Regions from separate parts of the Mus musculus genome. Here region 2 is linked to region 1. The links are chromatin contacts, called in public promoter capture Hi-C maps. All regions are on one chromosome and are shown on one strand. Each heading gives the region's core, a stretch centred on a gene start, on an enhancer-like site or on the middle of the called end of the contact. The rest is flanking DNA. Distances are from core to core; before and after follow the strand shown. Region 1 holds the start of Noxa1 (NADPH oxidase activator 1). Region 2 holds the start of Lcn15 (lipocalin-15).

The links. Promoter capture Hi-C pulls out the DNA fragments that hold promoters and counts their contacts.
Region 2: a promoter capture Hi-C map of stem cell-derived epiblast-like cells shows a contact between it and region 1, with 2.5 times the contacts expected there. The contact joins the promoter of Lcn15 here to the promoter of Noxa1 in region 1. A contact is called at or near these places in 4 of 39 promoter capture datasets (cranial neural crest, embryonic stem cells, pre-B cells and 1 more) and 1 of 115 datasets of contacts at active chromatin or transcription factors (pancreatic cancer cells).

Annotation. Positions count from the first base shown.
Region 1 is chr2:25,092,113-25,098,754 of GRCm38.p6, reverse strand. Noxa1 (NADPH oxidase activator 1) reads left to right here and starts at 3,550. Exons shown (of 12, transcript NM_172204.4): 1 at 3,550-4,007; 2 at 6,131-6,213. The coding sequence starts at 3,831.
Region 2 is chr2:25,641,276-25,647,917 of GRCm38.p6, reverse strand. It overlaps Lcn15 (lipocalin-15), which reads right to left and starts at 3,774. Exons shown (of 3, transcript XM_006498514.1): 1 at 3,594-3,774; 2 at 2,484-2,817. The coding sequence starts at 3,774.

The sequences.
Region 1 (6,642 bases), core at 2,301-4,800:
TCTGGCATGGGGAATGACCGTGGGGTGAGGGATGGGAGACTCCTGGCTCAGTCTAGAGCACTGGCTTTGAGTGGGTTCCCAGTTCCCTCTGTATTCTGACTTGCTGGTTCCGACTTGGATCTGGTCCCGTGTAGGTTCCAAGGTAGGTCTCCAGGTCCTTCAGGCCCTAGCTGAGGGTTACACGTGACTCTGGACTTGCCATATAGCCTGGGAGACAAGGGGAGGGAAGAGATGCACAGTGGGGCAGAGCTGGTACCTGGAGCCTACTAGGAACAGAACACAGCAGCCCTCAGATGCCAGAGACACCAAGGCAGCCAGGACAAAGGAGGGATTGAGAAGGCTGGCTGGCATAACTGGGCCTCTGCAGCCAGGCTGGCTCAGGCCTCCTCTGTAAACACCACTACTTACTCACAACTCCTCACCCTGAGTCTGCACACATCTCAGAAATGTCCCACAGTTTATCAGCGTAACTCATATACAATAAAGCTTGCCTTCTGCACAGTTCAACTAAAGGACATCTCATTATCTGCCAGAGATCACCCCACACTTCCTCCTCTCCTCTATGAATTTGCTTGTTCTGGATATTTTCCACAAACAGGATCATAGAATATCTGTGTTTTTACAAGTGGCATGTCTCCTCAAAGTATACCCAAGCTATATCAGAGCCTCATGCCTTTTTATAACCGAATGAAAAATAATTGCCTGGATGGAGCATGAATGTATCAGTAATCAGACATCTGGTTTGGTCTCCCCACCTCCTTTTGCTATTATAAATAGTGTCACTTGGAACACTTGTATGTATGTTTTGTTTGCTTCCTTTTACATTTTTATTTATTTATTTATTTAAGACAGTGCCTTGCTATCTAGTTGAGGCAAGCCAGTCGACTCACTATCCTGCATCAACCAGTGCCAACAATATACCCAGCTACTCTGCCAGCTTTGTGTGGATACATTTCTATTTATCTGAGGAACCACTAGACTATCTTTCACTACGATGGTGGTATCATCTTGGGCTTCCATTTGCAGTACACAGATCTTACTTTCCGACAGCTTCACCCACACTTGTCTGGCCCTCTGTGGAAAGTCTGGCCCACACCTGTGCTCCCGGGACAGCATTGGCTCATGTACACAAAGGAGAATCCTCGGGTACCCTTCCATTGCTCACCCCACCTCCCCTCTAGATCCTGCAAGGCCAGAGGAGGAGAGGGTAAATGACCCCATGTCCAATTCACTTTCTTGAGTGACCTCTCTTAAAAGGAAATTGAGGCTTGGCCCTCAGACATGACCTTTTCAAGCTGGTATAGAAGTTCCCTTGGACCCTTCAGCAAACATGGAGATAAGAGCCTGTATAGCATCTAACTTCTATAATCCACCTTCCTTTAAGAATCATCAGTGAATTTGAAATCATTCCCAGAGGATGTCCTGCCACTCAGATGCCAGTCAAACAAGGGCTATGGACCTACATGGAGCCAAAAGCATGTGTCTGTCCAACTGGCGTACCTCTGGACCGCACACCAAGACTTAACAGGGTTCCTGTCTACTTAAACATAAACTACCTGGCCATTATGGTGATCCATGCAAACCAATGTATGGAGAGCACATCATATATGCTCAGGGGAAAGTCACTGTGGCTGACACTTGGGGTTCATCAGAGAACAGGAGGAATTCCTTGTAGAACTTGGGACCATGTTCTACACCATGCAACATAAGAAAATGGGCTGTCTTGGTTAGTTTTCTATAGCTGTATAGACACCTTGACTAAGGAAACTTAGAGAAGAAAAAATTGATCTGGGGCTTACAGTTCTAAGAGTGAGTCCATGTCCACCAGGGCAGGAGCATGGTGGCAGGTAGGCAGATGTGGCTCTACAGTTGTAGCCAAGAGTGTGTGTTTTGATCTACAAGCATGAAACAGGGAGCAAGAGAGCTAATTGGGAATGGTGTGGGCTTTTTGAAACCTCAAAGTCCAATCCCCAGGGACATACTCCCTCCACTGAGGAAATACCTCCGGGCCCTTCCCAAACAATTCCACCAAGTGGGAACCAAGCATTCAAATGTATGAGAATATGGGGGTCATTTTCATTCAAACCACCATATGGGCTATGGAACATTCTAGAAAGAATTCTGACCTATGGAAAAGAAAATGGGCAGATGGGGCTGGGAAGGCAGGGATAGAGTTTAGGCTGGGCTTCCAGGAAGGGGCAGTGAGTAGCAAGAGGGAGAGGAGCCAAACAAGGGAAAGTGACCAGCCTGCACGGAGACAATACAAGATCTGGGTATTGGGGCAGAATGGCTGCACTAGGACTTAAAGAAGTCAGGTTAGCAACATCCACGTACTCCAGGCAGCAGTTTAGGGAAACTCAGCCCATAGAGAAATGCCAAGGGACACAGCCCCTGGGAACTCAGGATGACAAGCACTGCTGAGCACCAACTGTTTGCTGACACTATGAGATCTCATTCAGCTCTCAGAAAAGCCTTCGTAGGACAGAATTGATTGCTGCCATTGTTACACGTATGGAGGAATGAAAAGTTAGCTGTCCTGCGTCACACAGGAAGGAGAATCAGCTGTGACTCTGAGTACAGGGGATCAACAACCAGGCAAGGAAGGGTAATGAGCCCACGATACAGCTGAGCCTAGCTACTTGGATTGGGTGTTGTGGTGTTATTTCATGTGTCAACCCTGCCAAGCCATGGTGCCCCAAATGTCAGGGAGAAAACTTCAGTAGAGATTAATGTTGGTATCAGCAGTTTGGGGAAGGCACATGACTCCCATACTGTGGATGGGCCTTATTCGAGCAAGATTATGAAGGTGGACATCAACTTCTGGGTGTCCTGCAGAGTCTACATTGGGCTGCCCCACCTGTCTATACAAGACACAATCCCTGTCCAACCGCTAGTTTTTCTGGATAGCTGTGATCCACCTGGAGAGCAGTGTAGAAGACTCAGTCCCAATGGCCACACTCGCAAGGGAGAGTAGCAGCCAGGCCAGCGCCCACTAGTGGAGAAAGCCCTCGCGGGCTGCCCCACCACCGACCGATACACCTGACTCCGAGGCCCCAATCCGGCTTCTAAGGCCTAGCCACATGGCATCCAGTCCGGCCCATCTTGTTGCTCCAGAGTCTCCAAGCCCACCCGGTCACTTCTGAAGAGGCGGGTCTGGAGGTCGAGCTCTACCAGCCTTTAGATTGTTTCTCCTTTAGGCCGCCCACTTGCCTGACCACGCTGACCTCTGAGCAAGCAGCTCTGCAATGCACCGTCCATACTGACCCCGGAACCTTGGCCCGGTCGTGCAGCACTTTCCCCGGGGTTTCCCCAAACACTCTGCAGTTTTGCATAATAGACGTCGGGGGCCCATCTAGGGCACACTGAAGTTCTGAACTTGCCAGAAAAAAGATGGTGTGGGCTTGGCTTGAGTAAGGGGCGTGCTCACACCTGCTTCCTGGCAAGAACTAGGAGGTGGAGAAGGCGTGTCCATATTGAGATAACCGTGGTTTCATTGGCGTTGAGCTAAGCCAGGGAGTGGACAGATAGGCCTGACGAATGCAGGGGTGTGGCTATGTGATCATAGACCCTCTCCTCAGTGCTAGGGACTTGTTTAAGTAGTTCTAGGCGGGGCGTGAGAGAGGGGCCTAAGCCTTGGGCCATCTACTCAGTTTCAAGGACCGACTGTCACAACTCCAGTTGTCTTGCTACCAGCTGCTTCTCATTGCTGTCCCGGTCCCCTTGGCCCTGGCCTACGGCCTCCCAGCTTCTGTGGGGCACCCTCCTCCTGTCCCACGCGCTCCAGCTAGAATCGCTAACTTCCTTCGCCTCAAAGCAGGCGTCCCCGCTCCATGAGCTCTCTAGGGGATCAGATACGGGACTGGCACCGGGGTGTGCTGGCCGTGGCACGCGAAGACTGGGACTCTGCGCTGTGCTTCTTCTCAGATGTCCGAGAGCCGCTGGCTAGGATGTACTTTAACAGGGGCTGTGTGCATCTGATGGCAGGGGATCCCGAGGCTGCGCTGCGGGTAAGCACCCCAGGACTGGATAACAGATTCCCCTCTCACATCCCTGGTGGAGGCTTTAGGGGAATGCAGATGAAGATGTGACTGCGAACATAAAACCTTATCTTCCAATGGGCATCCTGGAAAAAGACGCTCTTCCGCACCTTATAGTCAACATAGAAGAAGGGGAGGAATCCCTGCCCTTTACCCTGTCATTTACGTAGAGATTGTTCAACTAATGTCCTCTCTTAGTGCCTGCCTGAGGCAGGTTGGAGCTTTGTGGTTAGAAGACCCCTCTTTTTGTTGAGACCAGAATGGGAAGCAGGGCGCCTTCAGTCTCTATAGCCATATAAGCCAAATGCGGCAACTGTACCAGACCTGGCCTGCCCAGGCTCTCTGGTGCTCAGGACTGAGGAAGGAGCATACCCGAAGGCAGGCTGGTGGCTGGGTCAGAGCAGTCAGGGGCTCTGCACGTCCTCTGATAGTGTGCATTTCAGCAGATGCTTGTGATGGGATGGTGGCACACAGTCTGTCATTCCGGTTCTGAGTGAGCACTCACATGAATCTCCACCTGCTTCTCAAAGCAGACCTACTCAGGGGAGCACACTGTAGAGTGAGCATCAGGGCATCCCCCCTTCATGTTCACCATTCCTGGGTGTATGATAGAAGCCCTCAGCACTCTGCCTACAACGCAGACCTACCTGGACACCACAGATGGAAAGCAAAGACACCCAAGACCAAGGGTGAGAGCAGAAACCTGGGCTGTGTGGAGATGGTCTCTTTATTATTTCTTTCTGGAAGCCTTAATTATTTATTTATTTACATGTGTGTATAAATCAGGAGGAAACTTGTGGGAGTCAGTTTTCTCTTTCCCATGTGGAACCTAGTGATCAAACGCAGGTCATTAGGCATGGTGGCAAGTATCCTTACCCACTGAGCCATCTTGCCAGCTCTCTTCTATTACGTCTTACATATTTATCTGTACCTATTGTTTCTTCATTAGAAGGGTTTTGTTTGAGCCACGAATAGTGATGCCTGCCTTTAATCCCTCTGGAGACAGAGGTAGGCTCTGCACATCTGAAGTTTGAAGCCAACAGAGGCAAACAGGTCTCTGAGTTTGAGGCTAGCCTAGTCTACAAAGTGAGTTCCAGGAAAGTTCCAGTTCCAGGGCTACACAGAGAAATTCAGTCTTAAAAACCAAAACCAAGCCAAACCAAAAAACAAAAAGGTTATTGTTCAGGAAAGGGAACGTAATGATCTGTTACCAGCTGGTTCAACAGTGAGTAAGTCCCACGCTCCCCTCCTCACACTGTAACTAGAGAGTTTGAAATGCTCTATCATAAGAAGAAGAAGAGGCACTGCCTTGAGTCAATAAAACTTACTTGTGTACAAGCACAGGCACACTGGCCAGACCTGGAAACGTTGAGAAGTGGGTGGTATAACTGACTGCAATAAGGAAATCTAAGTGTACAGGTCTCACGAGGTTGCACTTGAACGTGTCGGTGTGAAGCTGTAGTGTTGGATGGATCTGTGAGCAGCCATGCCATTTCCTGGACATGAGAAAGCTTCAAAGTCAGACCCAGCTCACAGTCAGCCCTCGCCTGGCCAGGCAAGGTGGTAGGAAACCGCAGCAGGTGCCTGTGTACAGAAGACTTCTGTGTTCTGATTCTAATCCACACACTTGTGTGCCGTTTCGTGGGAACTACCAAAGGAGATTTAAAAACAGTTATTAATGGATTTTATGTATGTGAGTTCTTCCATTACAGATGGTTCTGAAACACCATGAGCTTGCTGGGAATTGAACTCAGGACCTCTGGAAGAGCAGCCCTCTCTAGCTCCTGCAAAGAGATTTTTTAAAGTCCAAAATTTACACAGTCCTGTCTCCCAGAGATGACTTTTATTGATACTGGGGGGCGTTTTCTTCTAGCTCTGTGCTCCTTGTGGAAGAATTGGGTTTCTATGCCATGGGGCTGTGCCCTGAGTCTGTTGTGAGGTGCTTGGGGCAGCTGAGAAATCTATGCAGTAACACACTTTCCAGGCTTTAACTGGACAGTGGTCCTCAGCTGTTGATACATTTCCATGTATGTTTGTGGCTTTGGGTTCCTCAGTTACTGAGTTTAGTGTTCCACACACATTTTTGTCCCTAGGCATTTGACCAAGCAGTGACTAAGGACACCTGCATGGCTGTTGGCTTCCTCCAGCGGGGAGTGGCCAATTTCCAGCTGCAGAGGTGAGAACACAGCGGTATCCCCTGTTCCTTATTGGATGGTTCTTTGTCTCTGCAAACCCATGCTTGCACCTAGATCCCCTCCAGCCTCAGTGAGAATGCTCTGGTTAGCCTGGGGCCCCCATACATGCCTCTTGTCCCTGTCAAAATTTATAGTACTTTCTCAACATCCCTGGCTCTCTCCCTATGTCTGTAATAGTAAGGTCACTGTATTTATAGCCAATTTGCAGATGTGAAAACCAGGGCTTATCCCAAGATACCCATGGCTACCCAGCTTCCAAGAGGAGGAAGGGAGGAGAGATAATCAGGGTTACAGGCCCCAGTGCCAAGGAAGGGTGACTGGGGAAAGTGGAATATCTGGTTAGGGACAGAGATTTCATCCACAGTTGGAAGTTCAGAGATTAGTGAAGGCCTCATAAGATTAGAGCCTAA
Region 2 (6,642 bases), core at 2,525-5,024, 550 kb before region 1:
AAGATACTCCACCATCCCACAAGGACACTGGCTCAACTGTGTTCATAGTAGCTTTATTCAAAATATCCAGAAACTGGAAACATGCTAGATATCCCTCAACTAAAGAATGGGTTTTTTAAAAATTTTTTTAATGTTTTTTAAAACATCTGCACAAAGGAATACTTCACAGCCATTAAAAACAAGGAAGTCATGAACTTTGGAGGCAAATGGATGGAACTTGATAATATCATCCTGAGTGAGGTAACCTAGAATCAGAAAGACCTGTATGGTATGTACTCACTTATAAGTGGACATTAGCCATAAAGTGAAGGATAACCATGCTACAATCTACAGACCCAAAGAAACCAGATAACAAGGAGGGCCCAAGGGAAGATGTGTGAATCTCACTCAGAAGGGGAAACAAAATATTCATTGGAGGTGGATGGAAAGAGGGAACTGGGTGGGAGAGGAGGAAAGGAGAAGAATGGGGAAGAAAGAGGTGGTCGGGAGAGGCCTGGGACAAAGAACGGAAATTGATGGGGGGGGGGGTGCGTCTCTGGGATAAGCTTGAGACCTGGAACTAGGGTCAGAGGGAGGCTCCAGGGAGTCTATGGGGTGACCCTAGCTGAGACTCCTACCAGCAGGGCATATAGAGACTGAAGTGGTCACCTCCTGTAGCAAAGTGGGACTTCAGTGGAGGGAGAGGGACATCAACCCACCCACAAAATCTTCAACCCAAAATTTGTTCTGCCTATAAGATGTACAGGAATAAAGATGGAGCTACTTCAGTCTTCATTTTTCTTGAGTTTCATGTGTTTAGGAAATTGTATCTTATATCATGGGTATCCTAGGTTTTGGGCTAGTATCCACTTATCAGTGAGTACATATTGTGTGAGTTCCTTTGTGATTGTGTTACCTCACTCAGGATGATGCTCTCCAGGTCCATCCATTTGGCTAGGAATTTCATAAATTCATTCTTTTTAATAGCTGAGTAGTACTCCATTGTGTAGATGTACCACATTTTCTGTATCCATTCCTCTGTTGAGGGGCATCTGGGTTCTTTCCAGTTTCTGGCTATTATAAATAAGGCTACTATGAACATAGTGGAGCATGTGTCCTTCTTACCAGTTGGGGCTTCTTCTGGATATATGCCCAGGAGAGGTATTGCTGGATCCTCCGGTAGTACTATGTCCAATTTTCTGAGGAACCGCCAGACGGATTTCCAGAGTGGTTGTACAAGCCTGCAATCCCACCAACAATGGAGGAGTGTTCCTCTTTCTCCACATCCTCGCCAGCATCTGCTGTCACCTGAATTTTTGATCTTAGCCATTCTCACTGGTGTGAGGTGGAATCTCAGGGTTGTTTTGATTTGCAATTCCCTGATGATTAAGGATGTTGAACATTTTTTCAGGTGCTTCTCTGCCATTCGGTATTCCTCAGGTGAGAATTCTTTGTTCAGTTCTGAGCCCCATTTTTTAAGGGGGTTATTTGATTTTCTGAGGTCCACCTTCTTGAGTTCTTTATATATGTTGGATATTAGTCCCCTATCTGATTTAGGATAGGTAAAGATCCTTTCCCAGTCTGTTGGTGGTCTTTTTGTCTTATAGACAGTGTCTTTTGCCTTGCAGAAACTTTGGAGAAGTGGGAACAAAACACCCATGGAAGGAGTTACAGAAACAAAGTTTGGAGCTGAGATGAAAGGATGGACCATGTAGAGACTGCCATATCCAGGGATCCACCCCATAATCAGCATCCAAACGCTGACACCATTGCATATACTAGCAAGATTTTATCGAAAGGACCCAGATGTAGCTGTCTCTTGTGAGACTATGCCGGGGCCTAGCAAACACAGAAGTGGATGCTCACAGTCAGCTAATGGATGGATCACAGGGCTCCCAATGGAGGAGCTAGAGAAAGTACCCAAGGAGCTAAAGGGATCTTCAACCCTATAGGTGGAACAACATTATGAACTAACCAGTACCCCTGAGCTCTTGACTCTAGCTGCATATGTATCAAAAGATGGCCTAGTCGGCCATCACTGGAAAGAGAGGCCCATTGGACACGCAGACTTTGTGTGCCCCGGTACAGGGGAACGCCAGGGCCAAAGGGGGGGAGTGGGTGGGTAGGGGAGTGGGGGTGGGTGGGTAAGGGGGACTTTTGGTATAGCATTGGAAATGTAAATGAGCTAAATACCTAATAAAAAATGGAAAAAAAAAAAAAAAAACCAAAAAGCATACACTACAGAGAAAATGGTGGGTAAATTTTATTCCATCAAGACCAAATACTAATTGTTTCTGCCTTTATGATAAAGATTAAACATCAGGAATAAACCAAAGATCCTTACAAAAAAAAAAAAAAAGATGGAGCTACTTACTGCCACCCATCTCCACCTACCATCCACCACGCCTGTTCTAGCCAACCTGTCCCAGATGGATGAGATCGGGGTAAGGAAAAGGGAGGAGCAAGTCTTAAGGGATGAGATGTGGGACAATCCCAAGCATTACCTAAAGAGGGGGCAAGGAAGGAGTGAGGAGAAGCTGGATAGGGCCAGAGGGGAGGGGGATTCTGGGGAAAAGAGTGGGTTGAATGGGGGTGGGGACACAGAGAGGTGAGGTGGGATCAGGGATACAGGAAATGCAGACTTCTCACTGTAGAGCTGTACCATGGTGCTAAGCATGTCTTCCAGCTTCTTGTTGATATAGGCCACTGCGAAGGAGCTACAATCAGTATCAGAGGTGCACACATCCAGGTAGTCCAGGACTGGATAGGAAGTGGCAGAGGTGGCAAAGATGTGGACAGAAGTTGGATCCACCCCTGCTATACCGCACAAGTGAGATACTGGAGAGGGAATGTGTATATGGACTAGGGCTCTCTTCAGGGGTCCCTGATGAAAGCCCCTCAGATGCTTCCATGCACTACAATAGTTTAAATAAAGCCCAGTACAGGGTTACTACCCTCCTCAATGGTTTATGTTGCCAGATGAGAGACACACAAACAGCCTTTAAATTTAATATGCCTTAAGCAACACAATAGCTAGGCAACTGCCTAACCTTCATGCTGTTAGAATCTACCTCCTATCAATAAACCCAAGTTATTATGTACTATTTCCATGTTCCATCTTGGCTGCTCTTGACCCAGTTGAGCTGCCCTCTGGGTCATGTTCTCTTGGCCCCTTTACATGGCAGTTCTGCTTCTCCCTCCTACACCTTATTACCTTTCATGGCGACCTCTGAGTCTCCCTCCTTCCTCCTCTTCCCAGTCCCAAGTCTGGGAACCCTAAACCCCACCCATGCCTCTCCTCTCCAGCTATTAGCCGCTGGCATCTTTATTTACCAATCAGAATGAACTGGGGGAAGATTCCCAGAAGCTACAAGCTGACTCCAAATCTTGAAGGCCAGAACGTAGTATTAGAATACAAGCAGTGTTAGGCCAACCTATTACACTCCCAGAAGGCTTCCTGATCCCCAATAAGACCTATCTGGAACTCAGAAGTGCCCCCCTTGGATCCTATCCTCAGGTATTAACCATCAACCTACTTACAGCCATTACCCTGGAGGGATATAGCCATTACTCCCTGCTGGAGTACTTGGCCCCTTTCATGCCAGCCGGCCCACAGGCTACGAACCCCATGAGGATATGGAGGTCATCCTCCATAAAGGCACTGACAGCTCTGGTGGACATCAGCACATTGTCCTTGGTGTTCAGGAAGACATTGCAGTAGGGTGCCATGGCAATGACACACCAGAGACCTGCGGACTTCAGGATGGTTCTGTGACTACAGGCCAGTAACTTCATGTGGACCTCCTTGCCCAGAAACCCAGGGACAAGCCAAAGACCAGAGAAGCAGGGGCCTGTGTGAGGTTGCACAGTGAGAGTCTCTGCCAAGATGGTACCACTGATCACCTTGAGCCTCTATTTCTCACAGCAGAGTTGCCCACAAATGGCCTGTGCCTGGGTCTAAAGCTTCCCTTGACTAGTTTCAGCTGAAGCTGGGTCCGTCCCAACCTGGGCACAGCGGTAGGCCTAGTACCTTCTGGGTTGCAGTAAGACCCCAGCCGTACTTGAGCTCAGAAGCTTGAGCCTCAGAAAGGACTGGGATCCAGCTCAGCGGGACTAGCCCCATCCCTACACCTGCTCGCCAGCCCTGGTACCCAAGTCACCCAGCCCCAGTGGCACCGGCTTTATAGACCTACACAACCCTGGGTTTGGTTTTGGGGGATGAGAAGAAGGCACCTTCGAAACTCAGGTCACAGAGATGGCAAAGGCTCTCTCACATGGTCAGGACATAGATCCCACACACCTCTGTCCATCTGCTAGCCTGTCTAGATACAGGGAGATGCTGGGAAACAGGCAGGCTTGGGTTTGCCCTGGCAGTACTACCATGCTTACCACTAGGATATTGGGTCCACTTACCACTATCTGATCCTCCCTGCCTCTCTCTCATATCCAACTTTGAGCTGGGATCACTTCTGGGCTTGTTTCTAGGCCTCATCCTGGGGCACAGCTTGTACCAGCACAGCTCTGAGACAGCCCTGAGGCAGCCTCCCTCCAGTTACCACCAGCTGGGTCTCCTACAAGCAGGAGGGGCTGGGCAGCACTTAAAGTGGACTATGGTAACAATGGCTACCTTATCACTAGTTTCAGAAGTGTGCATGTGGAAATGGACATCAGGGAGGCACAGGACTGGTGAAGGCCAGAACCAGGAAAGGTCTAAGTGACCTTTGTCACCACAGAGTACCTATGGACCCTGGCCTCCAAGCACACCACCCAGAACCCTCTAATCAGAATTCAGGGTCCATTAGAGAGACCAGATCCATAAGTCATCCAGGGCACTGCAGACAAAGCATTGGATCAGAGAAAGACCCTCGGTGACCCTAAGAGATGGAGGAACAAGGCCAAGGGCTTGACACTTCTGAGACATTTCATGTGTCACCAATGTCACAGGACGGAGCAGATAAAGCCTTCCAGGAAAAGATAACCAAGGGACTGAAGTCAGACACTATGACGAACTCTGGAGATTCAATAATAAAAAGCAAGCCAACAGCATGTCATCAAAAAAGGTAAAAGATCTGAGGGCTGAGGAGGGCTCAGTCAGTAAAGTGCTTGCCACATAAGCATGCGGACCTGATATGGATCCCCAGGGTCCACATGGGAAACTGGACACAGCAGTGAGGGTCTATAGTCCTAGCACCAGAAAGGCAGAAGCAGGTGGGTCCTGGAACTCCGTGGTTAGCCAACCAAGGCACATTAGTGAGCTCCAGAGTCAACGAGAGATCCGACCTCAAAAAACAAGGTGGGGAGACCCAACCTTAACCCCTGGGCTCTGCATGCACACACATACAAATGCATGTGTACATACATAAATATGTGCACACACGTAATGTATACACAATACATTCACATGCATGTGTGCCAAAGAGTTGAAAAGACCTTCCACTGAAAAAGATATCCAGACTGGAAATGATCAGAGGACAAGATGCCGATTGTCAATCATCAGAGACATAGAAGTATACATCGGTTTGAGAGCCAGATGTGCATATATCAGAATGGTTAAAGCTTTCTAAGACATGCCCAGTACTGGTGAAGATGAGGAAAGTGGGACCCCCTCCCATGCTGCCGAGGAGAGCAAGATGGTCACATTCAGAAAACATGCCATGAGAACCCCCTAAGTCCAAAAGCAGCACTCCCAGAGAGTTTACCAAAAAGAAATAAGAATTTAGGTTTACAACAAACCAACGTACACTGCCTATTAACAATCCCTAGAAGTAGAACAGCTGGATGCCCTCCACAGCGACCACACTGTAGTTCATCCCTGTGGCAGAAGCTGCTCAAAACTAAATGTAGGGAGCCTTGCAATGTGTCAACATATCAATGTGGCAAACGTGGCAGCATGGACACCTGTCTTAGTCAGGGTTTCTGTTCCTGTACTAACATCATGACCAAGAAGCAAGTTGGGAAGGAAAGGATTTATTCAGTTTACACTTCCATGTTGCTGTTCATCACCAAAGGAAGTCAGAACTGGAATTCAAGCAGGTCAGGAACCAGAAGTTGATGCAGAGGCCATGGAGGGATGCTGCTTACTGGCTTGCTTCCCCTGGCTTGCTCAGCTTGCTCTCTTATAGAACCCAAGACTACCATCCCAGGGATGGCACCACCCACAGTGAGCCCTCCCACTCTTGATCACTAATTGAGAAAATGCCTTACAGCAGAGCTCATGGAGGGATTTCCTCAAGGGAAGCTCCTTTCTCTGTGATAACTCCAGCTGTGTCAAGTTGACACATAAAACCTGCCATCACACCATCTCAAATGACTCTACTGAGGGAAAGGAGCCACTTTGAGAAGTCTGCAGTTGCCTTTTCCTTTTGTATGACATTCTAGAATAGGCCAAGCCACAGGGACTGAACATGGCTTGCTGATGTCAAGGGTTGGAGAGAGAAGTGTGAGGAAGCTCTTGGGGGGGGGGGGCTGTTGGGAGCCTGAGAGCTGGAGGTGGGAGCTGTTGGGAGCCTGAGAGCAGTGCCTCCATGACCCTATCCATATCTCTGGACCCAGGTAGGCAAATCCTACTGTCTGTAAATTCTGTCTCAGTGTTTGCAAAGCAAGTGAAATCATTTCCTTGTGTGCCATTTCACCTGGAGGTTTCCCACAGCTGCAACCTGACAA